2 separate regions of the Siniperca chuatsi genome follow, and region 1 is linked to region 2. Evidence: chromatin contacts called from public Hi-C data. All regions are on one chromosome and are shown on one strand. Each heading gives the region's core, a stretch centred on a gene start, on an enhancer-like site or on the middle of the called end of the contact. The rest is flanking DNA. Distances are from core to core; before and after follow the strand shown.

Region 1 (4,512 bases), core at 1,360-3,859, 150 kb after region 2:
GCCTCCATCTCAAAAAATAAAATACACTACATAAATACCACGCTCAAATAAAAATAAGAACTTGAGGACTCTCTAATTGCTGGATCATGAGAATTTTGGGAGCTAAAAATTGGGTCACATGCCAAAAAAAGTAAAAGTAAAAAAAATAAAAAATTTAAAAAAAAAAAGTGTTAACCAAATGTAACATTATTTTGACCACACCCACCCAATGTTGGCAAAATACAGTCAGTAAAAATGGTGTGTTTAGGTGCTAAAATGTCTCTCCTAGTCAGAAGTTAACTTGTGAATGCCCTTTTACATTTGATTTAATGTGTTGAATGTTGAACTAACAAAACTAAATAAATCTGCATCCTCTGAGAAACGCTGACTCTGCTACTGGTCCGTCAGACAGCGTTGTGCAGTTAAAATACAAGACAGATGCAACAATAAACCAAATAGTCTAATAGACGTGCCTCTTGGGTGCTGGTAAAGTACAAAGATCTTAATACTAATACTAGTTTCCTTTTATCTGCCCTCACTTAGCTCAATAAATACATACTTTATAATGTAAAAAAAACTAGCCCACTATCTCAATAGCATTACTCAAGTGATTTCAGTGCACATCAAATGCAACTTTATTAGAAATGAAACCATCATTAAGTGAAACATTGTGAGGATTTCTTCTTCTCATCTTGAAATCAATAGATAACAGAGCTATGGTGTGGTGCAAACACATTTTAAGACTGCCTACCTCATACTTAAACGTTGCATCAAGGAGAAATTCCTGCAACATCTTCTCTCCCAGTTCTTTGCTGGCCTGGTCGCTCACAAAATGAAGAACCAACACCTCTCCTTCCAGGAAGTTTCCGTGCTTAACCATAGACAACATGGCCACCCTGAACTTGTCCTGCAGGCTCCGGCTCTTGTCCACCTTGGTGAACATCATGAGTGCGTGGTAGCGTTGGTCAGCAGCGTCACCGTCCCTTTTCCTGGACATGAATCCCTCGCTCTCTCCACCTACATCTCGCTCTTCCTCTCCTTGCTCCTCAGACCCAGCTGGGTGTGAGAGCCCAGTGTCCACAGTTAGGTCTGCATCGTTTCTGTTGGTGTTGTGGCTGGCCTGGGTGTGCTTGATCCTCTTTGTGGTGCTGGAGAAGTTCTGCCTCTCTGAGCCAAAGTAGTAAAAAGCTACAACAGCAAGTGCAGCAGCCAGGAGAAGCACAAACTGATAGGACCTGAAAGTACTGATCCTACCCATGATTCTGGCTACCAGTCTTAGGATGCCCATATCTCCCTGTTGGTGTCATGAGAATGGGGGTGTACATGGGAAAACATTCACCATTTTGTGTCCTTCCAGTTCATAGTTATTTTTTATAAGTTGCCAACATTTTCCTGTAAGAGAAAGAATGCTCATTTTAGTCCTTCTGGCATGTTACCTATACACCGACTTTAAAATAATTACAAGTATTTATTCAGTCACTGAATTTTAGCAAAAAAAGATTTAGTGTTGAAAACATTCCTTGTATTTTTTGTTAAACTGAAAAGAAAACTTCAAAACATCCTTTTTAAATGCTCCCCATACCAAACGGTTTGACATCCACAGCTTTATTACAATCCAAACTTCACTTTGAATAATTTCCTGTACTGGCCAACTCAGGTATAAACAAAACAGCCAATTTAATTGATATCATTTCAGCTGTGGGTAATCACCGCTTCTTCTCTCTTCCTACTATTACACTATCCCAATACATGCTTTTTTAACTAAGCAGTTTAAAGATGGAAATGGGGTGCTCCTTTTATGGTTGTTGTTTTTTATTCTATTCTAGTCATATTTTACATATTGTTTTTTAAGCATTGCCAATTACACTTTTGCCTCTCTATATATCATACATAATACTGGTTTCCCAGAGCTCTGCGGGCAGTGTTTTCATACATTTCGCGCCAGTGTTGCCCCGTACACACTGACGCCTACAAAGCTAAACTCCTGTTGTTACCATGCACATGCAAAAAATATAATTCACCTTAACAGAAAAAAGGGCAGAAGTGCATCTACTTGCCTGTCTCATGTCGCTGATCTCTGCAGTTCCATCCTGACAGCTTGTTCGGGGATTATACCGTCCTGAGTTACTGGATCCTCACGTTTTCGAAGCAATACAACATTAGCTAACGTTACACCGACATTTAACGACACCGTTTACGTTCATGGGAAGCCATACAATCAAAATATCTGCAGTAACAAACACTACAGCAACCTGTTGACATGCCAACTGGCAACGAGGATGCTAAGTTAGCAAGTAACGACTTAGCGCCTAGATGTGGGTCGTTGAGTTGCCCTCTAACGCTGTTTGTTTAACCCGAGCACAAAGCCAAGCACGGTTTGATTGTCTAAAATTACCGATGTATCTTTTCCATACATCTGTCGTTTTTAAACTATTACGGTGTTTGCATGGCTTTGTGATTTCGAAAGGAAAAACGGCACAAAAAAAGACCTTTTGGAGAAAGCACTAGCTAGCAGCCTAGCAACAAAATACTGTGACACAACCTTAACCACACCCACTTTGGGTACAGCCGTATTCCGAGCCATGCTGCCTTCAGGTACAGTTGGACAAAATGTCAGTTGTGATTTTGACATATGAAAGACTCAGAAATTATGAGACTTGGCTGTAAAGGAATTTAATGTTCATTTATTAATTTCTTTATTTTTAATTAACGATATTTCCCCCCCCGTTTGTGTTCATTTAAGATTCTACAGTTTGAATCACACTTTTAAATCGTGTCTGATAGATTCTACTCAGTATTTAGAATTACCAAAAACTTCATTTTGTATCCCAAACATTGTCTGAAAATAAATAGCTGTTCAGGTTGTTTCTTCTAACTGTTATAGTTAAAAACAGAAAAAACAATAACATAAACAATTGATCATATACTGCACATGATGCAGTATCATAGGTGGAAGTCAACTAAGTACATTTACTCAAATATTATACTTTATTTGACAGCTATAGTTATAGTATTTTACTAGAGCTAGACCGATAAACAGGCCGATATATCAGCCGATACTAGCTTATTGAAAATATATCAGTATTGGTGTATATGTCTGCCGCTAAGTAACAAGAAATTGCAGTAACGTTGTTCCCATAGACTGTAAAAAACAATAAATAATTCTTGGCTATTTATGCGCCATCCAGGCGAAAATTAGCGTGTCTACCCGGGTGTCATGTTTCTATCACTGCCAATCGGAGCTGGAGCCGATAAATAGCCGTGACTACTGCAAAGTAATTTGACCCGGGAATGAATGCTGATTGTACCCTTTCCCACTGAAGACAAAAGCCAGATGTTAGTGGGGGGTTTTGTCCAACGTGAAAGGGGCTAAAGTCACGATTCATAGAAAATCTAAGGGATTTGTATCAAAATTGTTTTTAATGTTATGTGTTTATGCAAAAAAAAAAAATAATCTGCTGACATTTCGTTATTGGATGTTTTAAACTCACAAATATTGACATCAGTATCAGCCTAAAAAAAAACAATATCAGTCAGGTTATAGATTTTACATATAAAACACAATATTATCTTTCGGGGGTGCCTGACTGTGTGGCAGCCCCATCACTCTAACACCTCTCCCCAACAACTGCATGTCTGTGAGTGTGTAAATAACAATGGAGTGAAAAAAAGTGTCATTTCCCCCAAGGGGATTAATAAACTGGTTATTCTTCTCCTAAGATATGATGCTAAGAGTATTTGTAAATGGGGATATTACTACTTTTACTTCGCTAAAGGATCTCATTACTTCTTTTCTCTTCTCCACTTGAATGGGACAATGCGTGTTTGCTGGGGTAAAATTCATAAGTACGAGCTTACAAACTGCACGTGAAAGCAGCATCGTTGCCTCACGACATTTTCGGCAGCGGCATTGTTGCGCTCTGCTCGCGGCCGTCGTGTGCTTGTCCGCAGCAAACGTTAAACACCGTTTATCTACAGGAAAGATGCTAGCTTTTGCATTCGCCTGATGTTGTTTTCCTCGTAAACGATACCTAGCTCGACTTTTTTTGTTTTAAATTCAGGCACGTTGCTAGCATAAAGCGAGCTAGCTTGATTAGCTCTCGCGAACATGAATTCCAACACGCACGTCATTCAGGTGACAAATGTCTCCCCGAGCACAACATCCGAACAAATGAGGACTCTGTTTGGATTCCTCGGAAACATAGAAGAGCTCAAACTGTTTCCACCTGAGTGAGTATCCTGAACTATTAACCTAATAGGTAAAACGTTGTCTTACCTAGCTTACGCGGCTCACGCTAGGCTCCTCTTGAGGCCTGTAGGGTCGAGTAGGCCTCACTGCACAACATGCGAATGCTAGTGTTTGCCCGCGCCTTAAGTGAATGCAGCAGCAGTCAGTCCCCCCTAACGTTACCGCATGACCAACATATATTGATATTTTTTCCTTTTCTCGTGTGTTTACGTGAGTGATTTAGCACAGATTAAAATTCCCTCTTTTTTCATAGACGCCGGGATGTAATTCAAGTTTCCGAAACA
Region 2 (3,967 bases), core at 342-2,841:
GAGTTTGGTGTAAGCAACATACCATCCTTTCAGAACTATTGACAACTCTGCCGAACCCTACGTATAGTGAAGAAGTTGAGTGACAGTTCAAACAGGGCCAACAGTGAAGTTGAACTTAATACCATATTATGAACAGCGACCTCTATGATTTGTTTAAACAGGTTTAATATAAGCTAGTTGTTGCCATGTCTTACCCATGAGTCGCCCCTCTTGTTTCCTCGGCCTGCCTGGAGTCTCTCCTTTATCAGAGCTCTGCCCAGTCCTCCTCCTCCGCCTGCCTTCTTCTTACCCATACTAACTTCTGATGTTGTCACTTCACATAAAACACGGTAATATAATATATATATCGGAAAGGAGCAAAAACGTTAGCTATCACTAGCTACTGTGCCCCATGTGCACTCCGTTGTTGTCGTCGTAAGAACCGGAAGTGGGACAAACCAATCGAGTCTCATGTCCGGAAGAATAGACTTCAACTACTTAGAAATTAATATATTTAATTTAAGTAATTACGAATTGACATATCATATCTGAATAATCCATCCCTAAAAAACTCAACATAATATCTGCTTTATTGTAAGCATCTATAGTGACGTAGCTATGGTACGGTCCATTGTCTGTCCAGCTATCAAATGTGCCCTGAAGAAAATCGGACAGTGCCAATATTAGTTCCTTATGCCTACCTAGGGTCAGTTTTACAGTCAAATGAATATGAATACAGTCTTCATAAATATAGTTGTAAAGTACATTAAAATTCACAAATCAAAAGTTAGTATTGCCCAAAGTAACAAGTAAATCAGTTTCCATCATCACACAAACACAACAAACGCACTTCTGATATCAACCAAACGATGGCAGCATAACACAGCAGTGTCAAAATGACTCTCCTACCTTCCACATATACCAAAATGATGAACTGACTGAAATTGTAAATATTTGACTATATATTACTTTATATTATATTTCTCAATTTGACATAAAATCAATGCCTTTCATTCTCATCACTTTATGGTTTTTATTGTTAAAATTGCGTTTAAGTGAGATACAAAAGATTGTTGATGGTGATTGTGTTGGTTTCATCTCAGAAGGAGGATACACTTCAAATGTCAGGTTGAATTTTTAGAAAATATATTAAAGGGGACATTGCTTATCTTAAATTATGCTTAAGACGTTAAAATAACGGTAATTGTAAATGTATACGGACTTTGTTACTTTGCACTCAGTGGTGATTTTATATTTTCATTTTAAAAAAATATATTTCTTATGTTTTTATCTATTGTAATATCACTATAATGGTCAAGGAATGGTAATAAAGTTACGCTACTAAATCATTGTGTAACTGTTGCATTCAGCTAATTTGTCAATGTTTGTGCCTGTAATCGTTTTTATTTCATTTATTTTCAAATCATTAATATTAACTGTATACAAAATTATTCTGCAGCCATTTGGAAACAGCGGGCAAATGTGAAAGATTATATCGAGGAACACAGTCAACACAAACCAACAGGTCTATTCTCATTTGGTTCAGTCCCCCCTACAGTCACATTCAAATGGTTTCTTCCTGTATATAATCCGTGAAGCTTGTCTCTGCACAGCAGACTGTATTGTGCACATTGAGAGAGGACGGCGAACACCACAATGGACCAGCACACTTTAGAGGATGAACAGATGAAGTACAGTGTCTTTGCGTTCAGTTCTCATAGAGTAGCTTATAAATGACCTAACAGGGCAATAAACACTTCTAGGATTTAGTAGTAATACAAAGTTTTTTTTTCCTTCCTCTCTCAGTAGACTTTGTTGCTGTTGACTGGAAACAGCAATAAAATGCTGCCTTGGAAGAAGAATAAGTTCGACCTGATTGAGGAAGACAAGCAGTCCAAGCAGAAGGGTTATGTGAGTCTCAACTACTCTGCGCTCACCTCCTTCGCCAAGTCCTGCCCCGAGAGCGCGCTCAACAGGGTGGGCAGCATGTTCAAGTCAAAGAGGAAAAAGGTGAAGATCACCAGCGAGGACCCCACATATACGGTGCTCTACCTGGGGAATGCCACCACCATTCAGTCCAAAGGGGACGGCTGCACGGACGTAGCGGTGAGCAAGATCTGGGGCAAAAGCGAAATGGGCAAGAACGGCACCAAGATGAGACTGACCATCAGCTCGCAGGGCATCCGGATGGTGCATGTGGACGACAAGGTCAGGAGGCCGGGACACTTGTACTTGCTGCACCGGATAACCTACTGCGTCGCGGACCCGAGGCTACCCAAGATTTTCGCCTGGATTTACAGGCACGAAATGAAGCACAAGGCCGTGATGCTGCGCTGCCACGCAGTGCTGGTGTCCAAGCCGGAGAAGGCAAAGGCAATGGCGCTGCTGCTGTACCAGACCTCGGCCACGGCCCTGGCTGAGTTCAAAAGACTAAAACGGAGGGACGATGCCAGGCACCAGCAGCAGCAGCTCATAGGGGAACAAACCATCCCGTTGGTCCCCCTCAGGAAGCTGCTGAACGGACAGTGTTACTACAAACCCCCGGTGGAGCGCAGCCGGAGCGCGCCCAAGCTGGGCTCTATCACAGAGGACTTGGTCGGGGAGGAGGAGGAGGAGAAAGCGATGCACTTTGAGTGTGAGGACATTCTAGACACGGACGATGATTGTGTAGCCAACGGTAAACAGGAGTTGACTCAGATTATTAATGATTTAGGAGAGATGAGCATAGGAAACGATGTGCAGACACTGAAAGCTGATCTCAGAGTCACCAGACTTCTCTCTGGAGAGAGCACGGGGAGCGAATCCTCCATAGAGAGCAACCAGGAGCCCCCTGCGCTCATTAATGGCTTTGAGGAGGTAAAGGTGCAGGAAATTGCCTGAATAATTTAGGCATTTCTGGGCGCCTCTGACGCATTGTTTTGTTGAACACAAGAAACATTTCCTCTGTGGGCAACCTTGTGTTGCAGAGTCTTTGTCTAATATGTGCCTCCACGAATAATTGAGAGGATCCAGAAAAGATCTGGGACAATTACCGCACATTGACACACAATTGGGCTACTGAAAGATATTTTAAGATGTGTAAACACAGAGAAAAAAAGGAAAAACAAGTGCATGCCCATTTGAGAGATGACTGGTTGAACCGACAAAATCCCAGTGCGCCTTAGGACGCATGGCACTAATTCCATCTCTTTTATTTAAGAGGATTTGTTGTAGTCTGAAACTTGTTTACCTAAAGTTCTTTTCTCTCTCTTGAAAATGGCATCCAAAAAACATTCCGTTTTTAAAGCACGTTTTGCTTTTTTTCTAAGTGGTTCAGTGGGTCTAAACAGGCATCCTTACTTTTCCTGTCAGGGCGCTTTTCATTTATTTTATTTTGCACTGTTGTAGAATTCATTCAAGTATTATGTTGACTACGTGTACATAATGTTTGTGCTTATGTTGTCTGAAACATAAATGCCATATCTTTGCTGTGCAAAAGAAAAAACACCTTTATGTATTAAGATGTAAAGTAAGATGTTTTAAGTATAAATATGTTATTTTTTAAAGAAGAAAAAAATGTGGTTTGTTATGTGAACCTCATAGAATTATCAATAAAAAAGAAAGTGATATAAAGTCATTGAAGTTCATGTGTAGATTTGTGTTGGAAAAAGTAGGTCGTGATTTCTTTTTTATATGATTTACCTTGAGAGTCTCAAACTGAGGTCAGATTTGCACTGCTGAATAAAAGTCACATCGATGCAGGAAACAGAGAAAGACGTTTCTCAGCTGTATAGATTATAGGTATTATCAGCGTCATCACTGGAGTATCTGTGTTGTTGTATATACGTATTTCATTTAATAGCCTTGGCTAGTCTTATCATTTTTCGTCAAATTGCTTTCAGGGAACAGGCTGTAGAAGTTATTGAGTTAAGGTACTGAAGACCCATTCATTCTGACTGGCCTCAGGGAGGCCAGGCCACACAGAAGGACGTCACCACAAGCACAAGCA

What was found. Hi-C and Micro-C count contacts between places; a contact is called where the count stands out from the background.
Region 1: a contact with region 2 is called in a Hi-C map of liver, with 3 times the contacts expected there. The contact joins the promoter of xxylt1 here to the promoter of fam43a in region 2. A contact is called at or near these places in 3 of 3 Hi-C or Micro-C datasets (liver, skeletal muscle and an unstated tissue).

Annotation. Positions count from the first base shown.
Region 1 is chrLG6:14,425,999-14,430,510 of ASM2008510v1, forward strand. xxylt1 (xyloside xylosyltransferase 1) reads right to left here and starts at 2,610. Exons shown (of 5, transcript XM_044201116.1): 1 at 2,037-2,610; 2 at 731-1,371. The coding sequence starts at 1,267. LOC122878377 (serine/arginine-rich splicing factor 11-like) reads left to right here and starts at 3,847. Exons shown (of 12, transcript XM_044201111.1): 1 at 3,847-4,209. The coding sequence starts at 4,088.
Region 2 is chrLG6:14,281,050-14,285,016 of ASM2008510v1, forward strand. fam43a (protein FAM43A) reads left to right here and starts at 1,592. Exons shown (of 2, transcript XM_044201109.1): 1 at 1,592-1,670; 2 at 1,789-3,595. The coding sequence starts at 1,822. The coding sequence ends at 2,859. It overlaps lsg1 (large subunit GTPase 1 homolog), which reads right to left and starts at 446. Exons shown (of 14, transcript XM_044201105.1): 1 at 195-446. The coding sequence starts at 293.